Regions from separate parts of the Mus musculus genome. Here regions 1, 2, 4 and 5 are each linked to region 3. A link is a contact called in public promoter capture Hi-C data. All regions are on one chromosome and are shown on one strand. Each heading gives the region's core, a stretch centred on a gene start, on an enhancer-like site or on the middle of the called end of the contact. The rest is flanking DNA. Distances are from core to core; before and after follow the strand shown. Region 1 has its middle 110 kb from the start of Gm13479. Region 2 overlaps Zeb2 (zinc finger E-box binding homeobox 2). Region 3 holds the start of Arhgap15 (Rho GTPase activating protein 15). Region 4 holds the start of Gtdc1 (glycosyltransferase-like domain containing 1). Region 5 holds the start of Zeb2 (zinc finger E-box binding homeobox 2).

Evidence for each region. Promoter capture Hi-C pulls out the DNA fragments that hold promoters and counts their contacts.
Region 1: a promoter capture Hi-C map of pre-B cells shows a contact between it and region 3, with 6 times the contacts expected there. The contact joins the enhancer-like site here to the promoter of Arhgap15 in region 3. A contact is called at or near these places in 5 of 39 promoter capture datasets (the C10 cell line, cranial neural crest, pre-B cells and 1 more) and 2 of 115 datasets of contacts at active chromatin or transcription factors (the 230-238 cell line and large pre-B cells).
Region 2: a promoter capture Hi-C map of the HPC-7 cell line shows a contact between it and region 3, with 4 times the contacts expected there. The contact joins the enhancer-like site here to the promoter of Arhgap15 in region 3. A contact is called at or near these places in 4 of 39 promoter capture datasets (the HPC-7 cell line, hippocampal neurons and pre-B cells), 1 of 484 Hi-C or Micro-C datasets (the G1E-ER4 cell line) and 1 of 115 datasets of contacts at active chromatin or transcription factors (microglia).
Region 4: a contact with region 3 is called in a promoter capture Hi-C map of pre-B cells, with 2.6 times the contacts expected there. The contact joins the promoter of Gtdc1 here to the promoter of Arhgap15 in region 3. A contact is called at or near these places in 7 of 39 promoter capture datasets (the 3T3-L1 cell line, the C10 cell line, the HPC-7 cell line and 2 more), 1 of 484 Hi-C or Micro-C datasets (pre-B cells) and 8 of 115 datasets of contacts at active chromatin or transcription factors (the 230-238 cell line, the SCID.adh cell line, T-cell acute lymphoblastic leukemia and 5 more).
Region 5: a promoter capture Hi-C map of pre-B cells shows a contact between it and region 3, with 4 times the contacts expected there. The contact joins the promoter of Zeb2 here to the promoter of Arhgap15 in region 3. A contact is called at or near these places in 6 of 39 promoter capture datasets (the C10 cell line, the HPC-7 cell line, HPC-7-derived erythroid cells and 3 more), 4 of 484 Hi-C or Micro-C datasets (the HPC-7 cell line, LSK cells, pre-B cells and 1 more), 7 of 115 datasets of contacts at active chromatin or transcription factors (the 230-238 cell line, bone marrow-derived macrophages, embryonic forebrain and 3 more) and 1 of 9 other capture datasets (liver).

The regions. Positions count from the first base shown.
Region 1 is chr2:45,278,362-45,281,671 of GRCm38.p6, forward strand. It overlaps Vis1. Among named protein-coding and RNA genes, the nearest start is that of Gm13479, 110 kb to the right of the region's middle. Within about 2 kb of position 1,315, at least 71 of the 459 cell types and tissues checked have an H3K27ac peak or open chromatin away from gene starts, as enhancers often do. A contact at or near this core is called in the 230-238 cell line and pre-B cells, where this site is marked.
Region 2 is chr2:45,047,522-45,050,917 of GRCm38.p6, forward strand. The region is part of intron 2 of Zeb2 (zinc finger E-box binding homeobox 2); the gene reads right to left. Among named protein-coding and RNA genes, the nearest start is that of Mir5129, 26 kb to the left of the region's middle. Within about 2 kb of position 2,035, at least 88 of the 459 cell types and tissues checked have an H3K27ac peak or open chromatin away from gene starts, as enhancers often do. A contact at or near this core is called in the G1E-ER4 cell line, the HPC-7 cell line and microglia, where this site is marked.
Region 3 is chr2:43,747,347-43,750,657 of GRCm38.p6, forward strand. It overlaps Arhgap15 (Rho GTPase activating protein 15), which reads left to right and starts at 1,478. Exons shown (of 14, transcript NM_153820.3): 1 at 1,478-1,553. The coding sequence starts at 1,543. All of the region lies in intron 1 of Gm39804 (a long non-coding RNA gene), which reads right to left.
Region 4 is chr2:44,925,396-44,928,732 of GRCm38.p6, forward strand. It overlaps Gtdc1 (glycosyltransferase-like domain containing 1), which reads right to left and starts at 1,841. Exons shown (of 11, transcript NM_001362987.1): 1 at 1,747-1,841.
Region 5 is chr2:45,111,837-45,114,978 of GRCm38.p6, forward strand. Zeb2 (zinc finger E-box binding homeobox 2) reads right to left here and starts at 1,443. Exons shown (of 10, transcript NM_015753.4): 1 at 987-1,443. It overlaps Zeb2os (zinc finger E-box binding homeobox 2, opposite strand), which reads left to right. Exons shown (of 3, transcript NR_110572.1): 2 at 1,007-1,157; 3 at 1,263-2,251.

The DNA.
Region 1 (3,310 bases), core at 65-2,564, 1.5 Mb after region 3:
GCATGTCAGAAAATGATACCATGTCAGGGATGCTCCACTCCTCCATTAATCATCAGGTATTCAGGTTGAGGTATTTTAAAGCCTATTTCATCTGCACACTGTATGAGGTTTCTATTTTTTCCCAATGCTTATCAAATGGGAAAACTGGAGTTCTTAGAGTTTCTGTCGCCCACTCAAGGTGACAGTGTGTGGTTAAAACAACACCTTGTATTTGGATTATCAGACTCCACAGTTTGCACTGTTATTGTGAACACCGTTTTCCACTATGAAAATATTTAGAGAAATGTGAAATGGGTTGATGTACATGTGTGTCTATTTAGGCAGCATTAAGAAAACAGTTCCTACAATGTATCATTATTAAATTGCAAATTATAGTTCAATTAGGAAGAGAATAAATTAATTGGAGTTCCCCATTTTCTTGAAAAATCAAGATAGGAAGGTAAATTTACGTTGTCTAGATTTTCCAAAAATTTATGGAGGAACGTTGACTTGTCTAGGCTGACCCTAGAAAATGTTTCACATCTCCTGCTTTGAGATTTTCTTTGCATTGATGTACTTGTTTTTACAGACATAAATTTTGTCATTTAATAATCAACCTTGTTTTTATTTTTAGGAAGACTCCTGTCACTTGTCAGCAGACTTGACTTTCAGTAAACAGTTGGTGTCTATGAAAATCTAACTGTCTTGTTAAAGAGAGTGATTTCTGCATTTGGCATTTGAAAGACTATGGAGGAGGCTTGAGTGGCATTCCCACCATGTTTCCTGAGCACAGAGGACAGCTTTGCAAAGACACTGCTTGGAAGTGGACTGCGCAGGCTTCTTAGGTTTGAGTAGTCATAGTTTTAATGAATGATATCTTTGTTGTGTAGACAGATTACTGCAGCAGGTTGACAAAGAGTTCTGATGAGTTCTGAGTGTGTGTGTGTGTGTCAGAGAGAGAGAGAGAGAGAGAGAGAGAGAGAGAGAGAGAGAGAGAGAGAGAGAGAGAGAGAGAGAGAGAGATATTTTACCTCTCCTACTCTTTGAGGTCTATGAGAAGAGGGCAATACCTTCCAAAAGGTAAGAACTCATTTTAAAGAAAGACAGAGGGAGGAAGGCAGAGTGAGAGATCATCAAATGAGGAAGTGATTCCTCTAATTATCAGAAACAGGAGAGGAGAAATAATGGCTGAAGTTCACCTCCCCATGGGGGAATGAATCATCAAAATAACCGGTGGAAAACAAGCTTGTGCAACCTTGAGCAGTGTGTGTCACCGGCTGGTGGAATTTTTAGAAAGGCAGCAGTTTGGGCTCATCACTGCGGTTCCTGATTGCACACACCTGTTTGGGGCATGGATTTTGCAACCCCCCAAAAAGGGGAAACTGAACTCACTGCTCCTCCTGAGCTGTGCAAAATAGCAGAAAACCACAGCTGCTTGAGCAGTTAACAGATATCAGTAAAATACCCATGTTACATAATTAAGGATAACGTTCTTGAAGCATATGGGCTGAAGGTATTATACTCTCATTAAAACTTTAGGTAGCAAACAATTTAGCACATTCTCATCTACTTCTAGAGTTGAATTCTATAATAAATGTTTGTAATTAGGCATGCTGTTAAACAGGTTATTAAATAATACATGAAGACAATGGCTCATGAAATATAGACAGTTCTGAGGTTTATGTACAAGTGACACAGAAGCTTGGGGTGAGCCATGGGAGAGTTCTTCTCACTGACTTGGTGAGCGTACACTTCAGGTAGCTTGGGTAAGATGGGAAGAAGGTTATGTGGTTGCCTCGCTTGGCGGTAATCTTACAGAAATGCCAACTGAGAACTTCAGGTTTTTGTCTTTTCTGTTTAGATATGTAGCCATCTTCTGGGACCTGCCAGTCTTGGAGAGAGAGAAGATCCAGAATTCTATAAGCCGCAAACACACTGTATTAGAGCAGGCTGAGATCAGATGGCTGGGGAGAAATACAGATGGATGGAGTTAAGTATGGGCGAAATCAACGTTTCCAGATGCACAGGGTGGACTAAGGGTGCTGTTCTTTTTGATGAAGAGCAAGGACAAGAAGCATCTCTTGTGAATCACTAGGCAGGTGTTTGCTCTCTGGGGAAGTGACAGGAAACTCATCCCTGACCCGAGGTTACTGGGAGGAAAGAGCTTCTTTTGGTTTTGTTTCTCTGCTTGGTGTACAAGTCAGTGCCCTGTCTAGGGAAGAAGAACGCAGATGATCCTTGGATGTCCCCAAGGGAAGAATGACCACTCTATTACAGAATTAAGGTCATCTAGAGATCCTGTTTCCTATTGCACATGAATATGGAATTTGGTAACAGAATAAACATGACATTTGGAATGTTCCTAGAGCATACTTAGGGCAACTGGCAAGGCTGACATAGCTTTTACTGATCTGTCTGTTTAGTGAGTGGACAGGATGCCAGTCTGGCAGTTTGCATTGGCAATAAATCACTACTAGACATTTTATTTAAAATCTGGCACTGGCTTTGGAGAGGTGAGGGATTGTCAATTTGTTTTTATTTTGAGGCCAGGCACAATCATAACACAAACAGGCCACCTGGAAACTTTAGCACATATGTAAAAGTGTGGCCCTGGTCTGTGGCCATTGCATGCTTGGCAGGAGCAGGGAGAGGTAAATGAGAGTAAGCACTGTTGACCAGGAAGACTCTGGCAGACCTGTGCAGCCCGAGGCAGCCCTGCTGGAAACCATGCTGGATCCGAAAGTGTGATATAGGAAGGCTATCATCAGCATAATAGATGAGATAAAATTTGTTTTTCTGTTTTATCATGAGATTCTCACAGAATACATTAGGAACACACAAGCAATGCATTCCATCCGAGAGAGAGAGAGAGAGAGAGAGAGAGAGAGAGAGAGAGAGAGAGAGAGAGGTCACTCCAACAATAAAGTTAAGTATTGAGCTGGTTTGTTCCTGCCTTTGCCATCCTCCACCTCATGTCTTTTCTTCTTCTCTTCCTCTGGTTTTCTGCCTTTATTTTTGTCTTGGATTGCCCCTTTTTTAAAGGATAAATTGTGATCAATGTCTCGCAGTTTTGAGTGAAAAAATATTTCACGGTAGGCACTGGAAATGTTCTTCGGTGTAGAGTTACTGCCTAGCAAGCATGAAATTTAGCTTCAATCATAGTGCTCACACACATGCATACACATGTGCGAGAATGCATACACACTTATGTGCACATGCATGCATACGCAAGGAGAAGTTTAGACTCTTACAGCTACTGCAGTGGCAGAAGTTAGGGCTCCTTTTCCACTCTCAGCAATTGTGAGATTTTCTGAATATTGTGTAAGGCTGA
Region 2 (3,396 bases), core at 785-3,284, 1.3 Mb after region 3:
ACAGGGAAGATTTCATTTGGCCCACATATGACTAGGGAGCCGATTTCATTTCCTGTAAAAAACCCCCTCAAACGCCACAAAGTTACCTGACTCAGCTGCTTGTAGAAATCAAATTCGGTCAGAGATAACAGCTAATCATTTGTCACAGTAAGAAGCAATTCCCTGAAATCGGAAGGGAAAACCTGCCGCTTCAATCCGCAGGTCTGTCAGATTGCTAGAAATTACATTCTGCTCTGACTAACCTCTGCACTTGGATTGCTAACAACACGCAGCCTGCTCTATCAAAAGAGAATATCATACAACCAGGAACCGCTTTTGATTCGCTCTGTTCCAATAACCTGAGAAAAGTTTATGGACATGCCTTGCTGCCTGGACCTCAATTTCCACCAACCTGCACACTGTTTTGAATTTATAGCACTGCAGACTCATAGTAATATAAGGAAAATTTACGGGCTGGCTATCTGCTGCTTCATTGAAAGAAAATTAAGAGTTCACGTTATAACTGCACAACTGATAGTTGTTTTCTGATGCTTTGAGGAGGAAGCACACCCTTTGGAGGTTTCAATTAAAATGCCAGAAGAGAGAAGGCAAATTGATTAAGTCTCAAAATACAACTTATATTTTTTCAAAATGTTTCCCAGGAGGGAATAAACTTTATATTCTTCTATGTAAACACTATTTGTGGAGGACATAGGTTTAATAAAAATGATGTACGACCTCTTTATTAGATTTATAATTTGCATACAGGTAGTAAATATGGAACTTGGGTAAAAATGGTTTTATTTCAACAGACACACAGACAGACACACACAGACAGACAGACAGACTATCCTCTGTATATCACTTCTGTAGTAGCAATAAGTATCAAGTGACTATAGCCAAGGAAGCCATTATTATTACTTAAGGGATATTTCAAGGGAACTTATTCACTTCCAATAAGTTACTATCTTCAGCTACATTTACAGAACCTTTAAAAGAAATCAAGTCATGCAAAAACAAACACAAGTAAAACCAAGGGAATGTCTTTTGCAAGCAACACTTAACAAAACCATGACCACATTGCTGTGAGCATACATATTACAACTCTTTTATGTAACCCAAAGTTCAAGACACTAGACAGTGCAGAGGCTGCCTCAAAAACTTCGGGATTATTCCAAGGCTGTTCTGTTTTAAAGCATTTTCTTTTCCACAGTTGGAACTGGCCGAGGATGGGGTTTGAGCCCTGACTCGTAGTTTCTTTTGCCTTTGTCAAACTGTGTCACAACCGTAAAGTTATTTTAGCAGAGTGCATTTGCCTAGGTATTTCGCCTGTAGTAGTATAAGAGAAAAGGAAACAACAGTTTAATCTGTAAGTGAAGTAATGTGCGGGTGAAGGACGGCTCCAGCCCTGGCCAGTACTGGTCTTAGTCAGAAATCAGTATGTGGGATTTTTGAGCTTAAAAAAAAATCATAAATCCCTTCTTTCATTTCAATTTTCCTCAAGCAACTGCAGTGGGAATTAGGCAGGTTTGAAAGATCTAATTTCTTTCTAGGATCAGGCCTGATTGCTTCTATCATGGTTAATACTGACTTAAATGGGGAATTTGTGCAAATTCTTCAATATGGGTCGTTTTTGATATTTAAAAAAAAAATCCTTGGCGTATATATTCAGAATTGATCAGCTAATAGATTTCGTTGGGTTACACAGCAGATTTCCCTGAGGTAACTCTGGCACTGCCTTCCTAGATCAAAAGCAACCCCTTTGGCCTTCAATCTGGCTCTCACCTGTCATCCATACAGTGGCCAGGGGTTAAGCTCCAGCATTGTACCAGTATGCAAACTAGCAGATTTCTCAATCCCGTGGGTGTCAACCAGACAGAGGCACAGGGTGCCAAGCTCTCCTTATTAACTGCTCTCTCATCTTGGGCCAGCCCAGGGATCTGAGAACTTGCTGTAGTTAGAAAGAAGTCACCTGACTGTGAAGTTCCCTCCTGTCTATTTTCAATCACTATGGTCACAGTCACCATGAGTCAGGGTTCCTCATAGCAGCCCTGGCCAGTACAGCTTCCCCATAGAAGAAGTGCAGGGACCTCTCTCAGGGAAATCACGTGGAGGATACACACTATCATTCCCTGAAGATTGTCTCATTTTTGGAATCTCATGTGTGTCTTAAAAAAAAAAAAAGAACTCATTTTCTGTGTTTGAGCCCATTATGAATGTATACTAAGAACTGTATGTGTGCATTAATCTCCTGAGACTGAGAACAGATCACATTTCTTTTTCTCTCTGTCTCCAGAACAATCCTTACAAAAGGCACAAACTATTGTAAATAAGTAAACAAAGATGAAAAAATAAATGTAACTACCTTTCCGTCAAATTAGCTGATGTTGTAACCTGGACATAATCCCTGATTCCGTTCCCTCTTCTGCTTCTGAGGCATAAATTCAAGTCAAAACAGGATGTCTAACTTCTTCGTAGAGGACTGTGGTGTAGGAATGCCATCTTCTTACTCATTTGATTTTACAGAAACAGCTTTTCAGGAAGGGAAGAGGAAAGGAGGAGAGAAGGAAGGCCAAGTCAAACTGACCCCACTGCAGTCGAAAGAGAAGGAAGTTGGGCTTAAGGACTGGCATATGGGCAGCAACTTGCTCAAGGGCTCAACGTGTGTCAGTGGGACAAGTTGTATGGTTGCTTCAGGACCTGTGTTTATCTAGCTTGAAGAATTTAAAACCTTTAATGTCTTGGTGGTCTGTCGTTGTCTGTTTGGGTTGAAGTGATGGCTCAGCAGTTAAGACCACTTGTGGCTATGGCAGAGGACTTGGGTTTGGTTTCCAGCATCTACTTGGTGGCTGACAACCATTGTTCCAGGGGCTCTGATGCCCTCTTCTGAACTCTACCATGTAGTCCACATACATACATGGAAGTAAAACATTCATACACTCATACACATACAATAAGAACAAATAAATCTGAAAAAAAATGTTTTAAAACTCAAAGTTATGTGACTACCTTCCACCATATTCAGTCTCATCTCTCAATTTATCTGAACATAGAATCCAAATGGATTCTACAGAGGTATAGACATCAGGATGCTAAGCAACTTACCTAAGTTTTCCTTTTGCTTATTTTTTCCTGTTTCAGTTAATAGTTCCTTCAGGATTTAGATATTTATTTTTAAATTCCCCTCTCCCCCCCCCTTTTTTTTTGGTTGAGGATATTGCTCAACAGAGCTGGACAAGGCCTGGCCTTGCCTCCAGCATGAAGAAAACCATGTTTCCTTGTTTGGGATAATGCCGTTGAAGTACTAATAGATTAGCTTGGAGATTAAGCGTACAACATGACATACTATGGAGACTCGGTGCTATGCTATGTACAAACTTGAAGCTGATTCCATATTTTCCATATTTATGATTTATT
Region 3 (3,311 bases), core at 228-2,727:
AGTTGCCTTGATCATGAAGTCGCTTCATAGCAATCAGCCAGTAAGTAAGGGCCGTTCATTTACACAACGGAATACTACTTAGCTATTAAAAGTAAGAACATCGTGAAATTTGCAGACAAAAGATGGGACTACAAAACATCCTGAGTAAGGTAACCCAGACCAAAACTGACATGCATGGTATATACTCACTTATAATTGGACATTAGCCTTAAGGATACCCATGCTACAATCCAACAGAGCCAAAGAAGTGAAATAACCAAAAGGGCCCAAGGAAGGATGCTTGAATCTCACTTAGAAGGGGAAGTAAAATAGTCACTGGGGATGGGTGGAGGAAGGGAAATGCAGGGGAGAGAGGATGGGGAATGGTGTGTAGGTTTAGGGAGAGCCGGGAGAGTGAAGAGAAATTGGCCTGGTGGGGGATGGGGTGGGGGAATGACTCTGACATGCCAGAGATCTGGCATTGGGAAGACCTCAGGCAGTCTATGAAGGTGACTGTAGCTGAGACTCCTAACAGTAGCAGATATGGAGTGGCTACCTCCTGCGTTATACGGGACTCCCAGTAGAGGGATAAGGACACCAACCCACCCTCAAAATCTTCCACCGATCTCCTTTTTGTGATACCTTGCAAATCTCAAAACCTTACTAAGCCTGGTAACTAAGGGGCAGACTTTCAGTGTAGATGCACACATGAGGGCTGATCCTGAGATCAGCTGAAGCTTGCTATCAGAGGGACAGGCGCTTGCCCAAAGGACAGCCCTTGGACAGTTTATTCTGACGTTTTCTTTATGTTAGACTAAAGGGCTGTGTGGTTTGCACAAATATTTTTCATGGCATTTCAGATCTGCTTGGGAAACTCAGAGAGAATGTGCCAGGGTGAAACTTCATGCTGTTTCATGCTATAGCAGGCATTCTGAGCAACTCTCCCTGGGCACCTGCTGGCTCTGGGATTCCTGCTCTAAAGTTCTGGTGCATCTGCACCTAACTCAAGTAGTCTCTTGTATGTCTAGCCACAAGTGTGGCAAGTACCAGTACTGGGTTAGAGCTGAGGTCTTGGTTTCCCAATAGATATGCAGTGCTTTTTTGATAGCATGAATATACATAAGATAACCCAGGCCTTACTAGAAGACAGAGAAAGAGGAACTTTCCACTCTTCTTGACAGCCAGTTCCTCCCCTGACCCAACCCAACCCAGTGGCTAAAATTTTAATCACATTTTCTCTTTTAGAATAACTTGATGCACCACATATAAATATACGACACTTGAAAACTGACTATAACATTGATAAATAATGATATTATTGACTGACTGTGCAAGGCAAACTCTAAGGGGAATAATGTGGTTAACTACATGTACCCAGGAAGTGGGTTGTTTTTTAAAGTCTCTGCTCACCCTTTGCCCCCGCCTTTTTTTTTTTTTTCTTAAGTACTGAAATTAAGCAGCAACGAACACAGGCCTCCCCTTAGGACACGTGACCTTACTCCTTTCCGTTTTGTTGTAAGAGTCAGTAAAAGGAGTTGATGGCAGTTTTAATAGCAAGTCACCATGGAGAAAAGGTATGTAACTTTACATTTGTACTGTGGGTTAACTACTTGAAAGTATTGCTGGCACAAATGCATAATCATTTCTACAGATTGGAAGGCTCTTACCTATGAGCCAAATATCAGCTTGTTTCTTTCAGTGCAGAAAGGTGTATTCTGTCTCATAACTGCAACTGTCAAATTCATACTTCCTTTATGGAAATATTATACTAGTATCTTTTCATGATTTTAGACTAAAATGTTAAAGACTGAGTATAGAAAAGTTTTAGATTGAAAGTGCTTTTAAAAGTAATTGTTCGTAAAATACATGAGACCATGTGCCCTTAACTGATAGCTACTTTAAAACTCGAATTATCAGAAATACACATAACGAGAGAAAAAAAAAAGCCACTATAAATAACAATAGGAGAGGGCCTCTTAAATTTCAGTGAGAAAAATACTCCCTCTCAGGCAATATGTAAAGAGCTATAAGAAGGTTCTCAAACATAACTGGATAAAACAGCCACTAAGAAGCAAGAAAATTGTATCACATAAAATGATAAGCTTCGTCACAACTGAGCATTTCCCCTAACATTTCTGTGTTGAACTGGATAACATCAGGCCAACTTTCTAATTCATAAAAAGACATTTATGTTGAAAACAAACGTTTCACCTGATTTCACTGGCTGTTGTTTCTGGGAAGAGGGCTCACTTGAGACATCCTTTTGTTGTTTAAGGTAACTGTATTTTTAAGTGTTCTGAAATAATAAACCTTTGAAATGAAAAGAATTTGTTCACTGCAAACCAGCAAGAGCTTTGCTTAGCCACTGACATTGTGCCAATGTCTCCGTGCATTCTAATGTAGCTAGAGATATCATCAAAATGTTGCTAATCTGAGACAAATAGCTAAACAAATATAACTGGAGAGTTTTGTAAAAATTTAATAAAAGCGCAAGATATTATCCCCTTGTCTCTCACAGTATTTTATCGTGCTGGTGGATAAGGAAGTGCACCCCACAATGCAAATATTGGGGGTTATTAAAAATGGTTACAGGATTGATAAGTGGCAACAATCTTTTTTCTTTTATTGTGCTCTATTGAAAGACATTTATACATATTTTTTGACATAGTCAGTTTTAAAGGAAATTATTCAGCAGGCTGATACACTCATGTCACGATGCATTTAAGTTCTCTTCAATTGTCCACACTGAAGCTAGCTACTTGTTGACTGTTGAAATGATTACAGAAAAATAGAGATTAAGGACATGGTATCCAATACTTTTTATTGTTAGCATGTCAGAAGATCTTGGTAATATATACTTGCGTTGATATTCTGATTAGAGTTTCAATTTGTTGTATTTCCTCACTATGGAGAGCAGTATTTAAATCGGTCTTCAATATTGTGCTGCTGAGACTTTGCCTCCTGAGCTGTATTCTTCAGATAATTTTTGTTGATATGTTATTGCTGATTTCATTGTATTATAAAAAGAACAGCACATGAATAGAGGTGATAGAACCCACACACTAGCAAAAAAAAAAAAAAAAATGAATGTTCAGGCAAGCATCTGAAGTACGGATAAGACCATTAAGGTTTAAAATATTTCATGTGATTGAAAACCGAATTATTTGTAATAAGTGTTTTTGCAGATACTGTTAATGTCAGATGTTTTTTGGAGTATGTGTGAAATGAAGGATAAATTAAGACAGTTTGGGAGGGATGTAGACAAAGCAGCAAGTGAAATATACAAACTGATGATTTCAGACCTGTTTTGCAAAACAACGGTGCTCAGACTC
Region 4 (3,337 bases), core at 591-3,090, 1.2 Mb after region 3:
AAGTGGGAGCATGAGGATAAGGAGTTCAAAACCAGCCTCAACTATATAATAAATTTCTGACCCTAAGCTATATAAGAACCTGTTTCCTAAAAATAAAACCTGAAAATGACTAAATTCAAATTTTTAAACTAAAATAGAAAGAAATGCTTCAACTTAAGAGATAGATGTAAGAATAGTTGGCCAACTGCAAGTAATTGTATCACTTGTATCTGATTCGTCAAAATTAGAAATTATTCTTCCATGATCTGAAAGGGAGGCTAAAAAAGAAAGTCAGTGATTACTTGGCAGGTTTTAAGATACCATAATCAAGAGAGAAAGAAGCAGAGGTCAGGAAAGCATTTTACTTTCTCAGTGGGCTGGGGAGTTGGTCAAATCAGGATCAAGTTTGGTACAAGAGTGTCTATCAGAAGGGTCCATCTAGTAAATCCTTAATAAAGGCAAGTAGTTCTGTTAGTTCCTTCTAAATCTCTGGAAAATGTAAAATAGTGAAGCTGAATAACACTGCTGAGGTCCCTCACCAACAGAGAGTCCTATTAGTCTAGGATTTATAAGGTAAAACTGTCAGCATGATTTCAGAACAGAAGTAAAGACACTGTGTTGCTATAAAGTGTATTCGTAGGTATGGTTTAAGTTTGTCGGAGTATCCTGATTCAAAATGTGTTTCCCCAATCCTCAATATTAAACTGTTTCATTAAATACAGAACAAGACCCTAAGGACAACAGTGTATAATTCTTCTCAGTTGAAGCTGAGAATCTATTTCACATCAAAACCTGGAATGTACTAATGAAAATTCAGTATCTCACTGGGTATGTGGGTTCCAACATGAAACTCTTGTCACTGATAAAGCTTAAGGTAAACGGGTTAATAAGACACAATAAAATGGCTCTGTTGAGTTATACTGCCTTTTCCCCCACAGCAGTTCCTTTACCTAACCACTACAGTAAGCTTTAAAGTCAACTTCAGGGGTGCTAAGTCACGCAAGCTGGGCACAGAGGGGACGATGATCCTCAGCGTGGAGAACGATCGCCTTCAATTCACGTTTTCCATTTCCTTAACTGTGATACAGATGGGAGGGAAAATGTAAGCCCTTTCCTTTGAACTTCCCAGGGCCTCAAGGCACTAACTTTAAGAATTATTTCAAAGCTTATCCAATGAGGGGTAGTTCTACGACTGTAAAAGTTGCACGAGCCCCGCGAAGTGGGAATTGGGGTGCAGACGCTGCCTATCGCGAGATCGAGGGTTAAACTGATTTATTAATGCAACTTTGCTGTCGTTCGGTTAGTTGTAAAGACTTATTAACTCCAAGAGCCCTTCCTCGCTTTAGAAAGCCCCGTCAGGCGGGATCCTGCGGAAACATCAGGCCTATGCCGAATCCTCTAATGAGGGGCCGCGAGGTGTTGGGTCTCGCCGCCTGAGGTGGATCCCGAGTAGGAAAGCGCAGGCCAGGCCTTGCTGCGCGGGAGCCATGGCACGATGTCCCAGTGTCCGCCTGGACTCTGCCCTTCCCAAGCTCCGCGCTAGGGAAAAGCATCGCCCGGGGCCACAGCGCGGCCGGGCAGAGCAGGAGGCCGCGCGTGCGCCCGGGAAGCGCGGCCCCGGCTCCGCCCTCCTCCCCCTCCGCTCCTCGCGGCCGCCGCCCCACTGGGAACTCCGCGCGGCGCGGCCCCGCGAGGCGGGCGCCGGGAGGGAGGGGCCGCGCTCCCCGCCTCCCGCGGCCAGCGCAGCTCCCAGCCAAGGCGACTCACCTCCTCCTCCTCCTCCTCCTCTCCTCCTCCTCCTCCACGGCTCCCTCCAGGCCACCGACAGCCCAGCTGGCGACGCGCTGACGCCGAGCCCCTCCCCCGCGGCCGCCACCGAGGCCGCAGCCCCTCCCCGCTGCGGCTGCCGCGGCCTTGGGGCGCGTCAGGCGCCGGCCCCGCCCTCGCCCCGCCCCTCCCCGCCCACAAGCCTGAGGCTCCGCCCCCGGACGGCGGCCTCCACGCCTAGTCGGTGACTCAGAGGACGCGCGGTGCTGGGCGAACTCTCCACGGTGGCGCGGCTCCTCACACCTGCTCTCCGCCCACGGGCCCCGCGTACGCTTTCCAGTCAGGCCAGCGCCCCCGCCGCCCCTTCGGCTTTTCCGTACTCTCTCTCACTCCTCTGGTCGCTGCCTCCGCTCGCTCGCGCTGCGGCCTTCTCTTCCCCTGAGAGGTCTGGGGGCTGACTCACCGGCTCGCACGTTCTCAGGCAGGTGGCTAGCCGGCACCTGTAGTCCCCTTCCCTGTCCTTCCGGGCGCGCCTAAGCCTCGGGGACCCCGCAAGGCGAGTGCACACCCTCCTGCAGGTATTGGTCAGCACGCCCCGCTTTCCCCCCCCCCCCCCTCGGAATTCTTGCGGGACCTCTCCTAGCCGATGCTGGCGTTTCCTGTACTTAACTTATATGCAGCCTTTTGGCTGTCGAGACTATACGTATTACAGATGCATCTTAGAGTATTAATAATAACATATCTGCGGTCCCCACAAGAGCAGCTACAGAGCAATTAAAAGTCAGAAAGAATCCAAGAAAGTCTAAATGGTTTCTATTAAAAATAGGAATTTATCTCCCTTACATTTCTGTGAGTCTGAATTAGTGATTTCGTATTTGGGATCACGTTGTGGATTAAATGATTCATGCAAAGACAGAACATGCAACGGTAGGTCTATGCTTTTATCTGGTAACTTCATTTTTAAAGCTACAACTTGGAACAGACTGTAGTGCAGAAATGCATTAAGCATACCAAAATAACAGAGCCTGATTAGGCCTTTGGAGTTACAACCACAAGTTGCTTAAAGTTATGTGAGAAAACATTGTTATCCTTAAATTGAACAGTGAAAACGATCTTCTGTTCTAAACAAAGCCCACACTCTATGTGGACCTCCAAAGCTTAAAACCTCTGTTGACTTGAACAACAGTATCCCGAGCATTTAAAAAGCCTAATAAACCATCTGTCCATCTACTTTTACACAAATTGGGAAACACAAAAAAAGTGAATGCAGAAAGCTGAAAATGAGAATTCCAAATGGCAAATGGATCTAGTAAATCCTTTTTCACAGAATAAAATATTGGGGAAAAGCCCAAAGCCTACTATTATTCATCAATCTGGAAAAAGCCATAATTTTATACATGAATTGTATACTTAAGATCACCGGGAGTCTTTATTATTATTTTGCTGATTAAGATCTGAAGTCCAGAGAAAATGAGTTGCCTAGCCAATATGCCCAGATTTCCCAAGACCTGTCTCACATACTTGTCAGCATAGGATTTAGAGCTACAAGCATAAAGTCACTTAAGGTCCAAATTCGTTGACATTGAGGCTC
Region 5 (3,142 bases), core at 193-2,692, 1.4 Mb after region 3:
TCTGGAATGGTGTGGTGTGGTGTGGTGTGGTGTGGTGTGGTGTGGTGTGGTGTGTGTGTGTGTGTGTGTGTGTGTGTGTGTGTGTGAGAGAGAGAGAGAGAGAGAGAGAGAGAGAGAGAGAGAGAGAGAGAGAGAGGAGTTCCATGAAAAATCGATGTGTATATTACTTGGTCATTTAAAATAAAATATCAAAAGTTACCCTAATTTTAACCCTATTATCCTGACAGCAGTTTTCTTCCCAGCTGTTGCGACCCCCCCTCTCCCATACACTTTGGTAAACGACTCAAGTTCCAAGAGAACTTTCACTTCTTTATTTATAATCACAGAAGTGAGGTGTTACTTCACACACACACACACACACACACACACACAAAGAATGAAATAAAGAAATGAAACTCGCTAGGCAGACAAAAACAGTCAAGTTTCTGCTTAGAAAACAGCCTTCTCCGGTGGGAAAGGTTAGACTAGTCTGCCAGATCTAAGAGAAGGACTTGCTCCCGAATTTGGTAGGTCTTTCTCGAATAAGTTTTATAATTATTAACAGGTATTTGCCAAGTTTTAATTGCTTGATATAATGAATTGAAAGTCGGTGTGAGAACAAAGCAGTAGAAACTCTCCACTTGATGAGTTTTTTACCCCAGCCATTCAGTTCTCAACAAAACTTTTCCTAGACTATGTAGCAAAAAACACCTTTGGTTACCTGAATGGACAGGTACAGGGCGAATTACTGGGGGAAGGGGAAAAAGGGAGAGGAAAGGAAAGAGAGAGTAAGGGAAGGCATGAGAAAGCAAAGAAGCCACTCTTGGGAAAAGAAAGCCTGCCACCAAAGAGCTAAAACCACCTGAAATTCCTGTCCAGAGACACCCGGCTCACTTCAGACTAACATTCCCACTCAAAATGAGAAAATTAGAGAGGGAGGGTGGGGGGCAAGAGCACCAAAAAAGGATAAAAAGAGGAGGAAAAGAAGGGGGGGGTGGGAAACCTACCTGTGAAGTCTTGTTTGTAGTTTTGGCCAGAAATGGTGAGAAGAAAAAGCATGAAGAAGCCGCGAAGTGTGGGGGAGAAAAAGGTGGAGGCGAAGAAACAGCTCCCGGAGCAAACTGAACAAAACCTCGCCAAGAGTGTCTGGAGGCAGGACCGTTATTCCTGCCGAGCAGGTTAGAACTGATCTCTTTTCGGCCACTCCAGGAAACACAAACCTGGGGACGGACTGACGTGTTACGCCTCTTCTAATGACATTTTTTTCTTTTTCTTTTCTGTAGGGGAGAGAAGAGAGACCCTGAAACACGCGCCACCTATCTTTGTGGGGAGGGATAATTGAAGCGCCCTGAGCGTGAGCATCATGTGAAAACGTGATCGCCAAGTTTCTCTCTGGGAAAGGATCTGGGATAGATTATACCTTGAAGTCTCCGCAAACGCTTTAGTGGAAGAAATGAAATTCCACCTCCCTCCCTTCCTCTCTCCCTCCCTCCCTTCTCCACGCCCCCCCCCCCCCCCCCCCCCCCCGTCAAGCAAGCCTTTGGCATCATTATCCTCATCACTAAATCCTGCAGAGTACTGGGCGGAAAACGGTGCACACCATTCACAGAACTGGAGAACTCCAAGGGGCGAAAGTTAAAGGGAAAGCTCTCGGGTCTTCCATGCAGATCTCTTGTCTTATACAGATATCTCTGGTGACTAGGTTTGAGGTGCACGTCAAGTTGTATGGATACCTCAAGCACCGTTTTTGGAACTAAATTCTTGCCCTTTCTCTTATTACATTTTTTTTTTTAAAGATGCCAGAGCTAGGGGAGGGAAATGCTACTTGTACACTGCATCTTAGGATCTCAGTGTGCAGTGTATGTGTGTATGTGTGTGTGTGTGTGGGGGGGAGATTTTCTGGATTGGATCCCTATATTAAAAGTTTGGCATTTTAATAAAGGGTCTCTAGGTTAACATAGAGCTGTACTATGCTGGCCAATCTCTGGACCCCTCTACACCTCATGCAGACCACATTACAAAGTGAGGGGACAGGGGCAGGAGGAAGAAGGAGAAAGGTCAGAGGAACTTAGGACGAAAGAAAGAAGAGGGTGACACTAAACTGTGTGGGGTCTAAGTTTTGAAGTGCATATTTTTGATATTGCAATTAAACTAAAATTAAAAAGAAAAGACTCCACCTTTGCTCTGAAGGGATTGGTTATGCAAATATGGAAGGGATTTCCTGGAGAATACAGCTTTCTACTGTATGGTTAATTAAATAATCACTCAAAAAGCTTCCAACGTGACGCTTCTGTCGTAATCCAATCAGGTTACATAGGTCCTAAACAAGAAAGATATTTTCCACATCTGGAAGTCAGCAATTTAGCAAGTACTGCACATTATTAACCAATTCAGAGCCCACTTCCCAGGGGATTTTTTTTTGAAGTTTAAGTGTTCTTAACCAATGCTCTGCTGTTTTGTTAATCAAAAAGCTGGTTTACACTGCACATAATTGGAACTAATATAGAAGTAAATAAAGACAGCCAAATTTGAGGATGCTCTGTATTTATAGGAAAAGGAAGAAACTGTTTTGCCTCAACAGTTAAGGCTTAATTTCTTAAAATACTAGGAGACCCCCCCCCATTATTTTAAATAGTGAAAGTATTTAAGAACCCGAGAGCACAGAGAGATGCCCAGTCTCACAGCCTATAGACTCCAGTATAAAGGAAAAGGTGGAGGTTTGAAGAGGGCCAAACAGCTGCCTCTTATCAGTTTTTCTGCTTTAATACTGTCAAATATGTCATAGTCCCCTGTTTTCAGTCTGAAGAGACCTGAAACAAATAATACCCTGATCCAACACTAGACTTTTACTCATATTAAGATAAACTGCTTTGAACTGTGCTTTGAATGTGTGCCTACAGCAAGACTTTGAATGCAAGAGTCACTGGCGATTGCACTCAAAGGAGGGGAAAGCCACCACAGGGGCTGCTGCCACAGCCACACTCCCAGAGCTACAGGGCTTTGTATTTTGCATGTTTATTTTTCAGTGGTGGTGGTGGGGGGAGGGTAATAGCCACCCAGCATGACCACAGCTAGATTTCATTCTAGGGTGCAAGAAAGCGGATTTTCACAGTTGGTTACACACTCTCCTCTTTCCTAATTTGAGCATTTACAATGAGAAGGA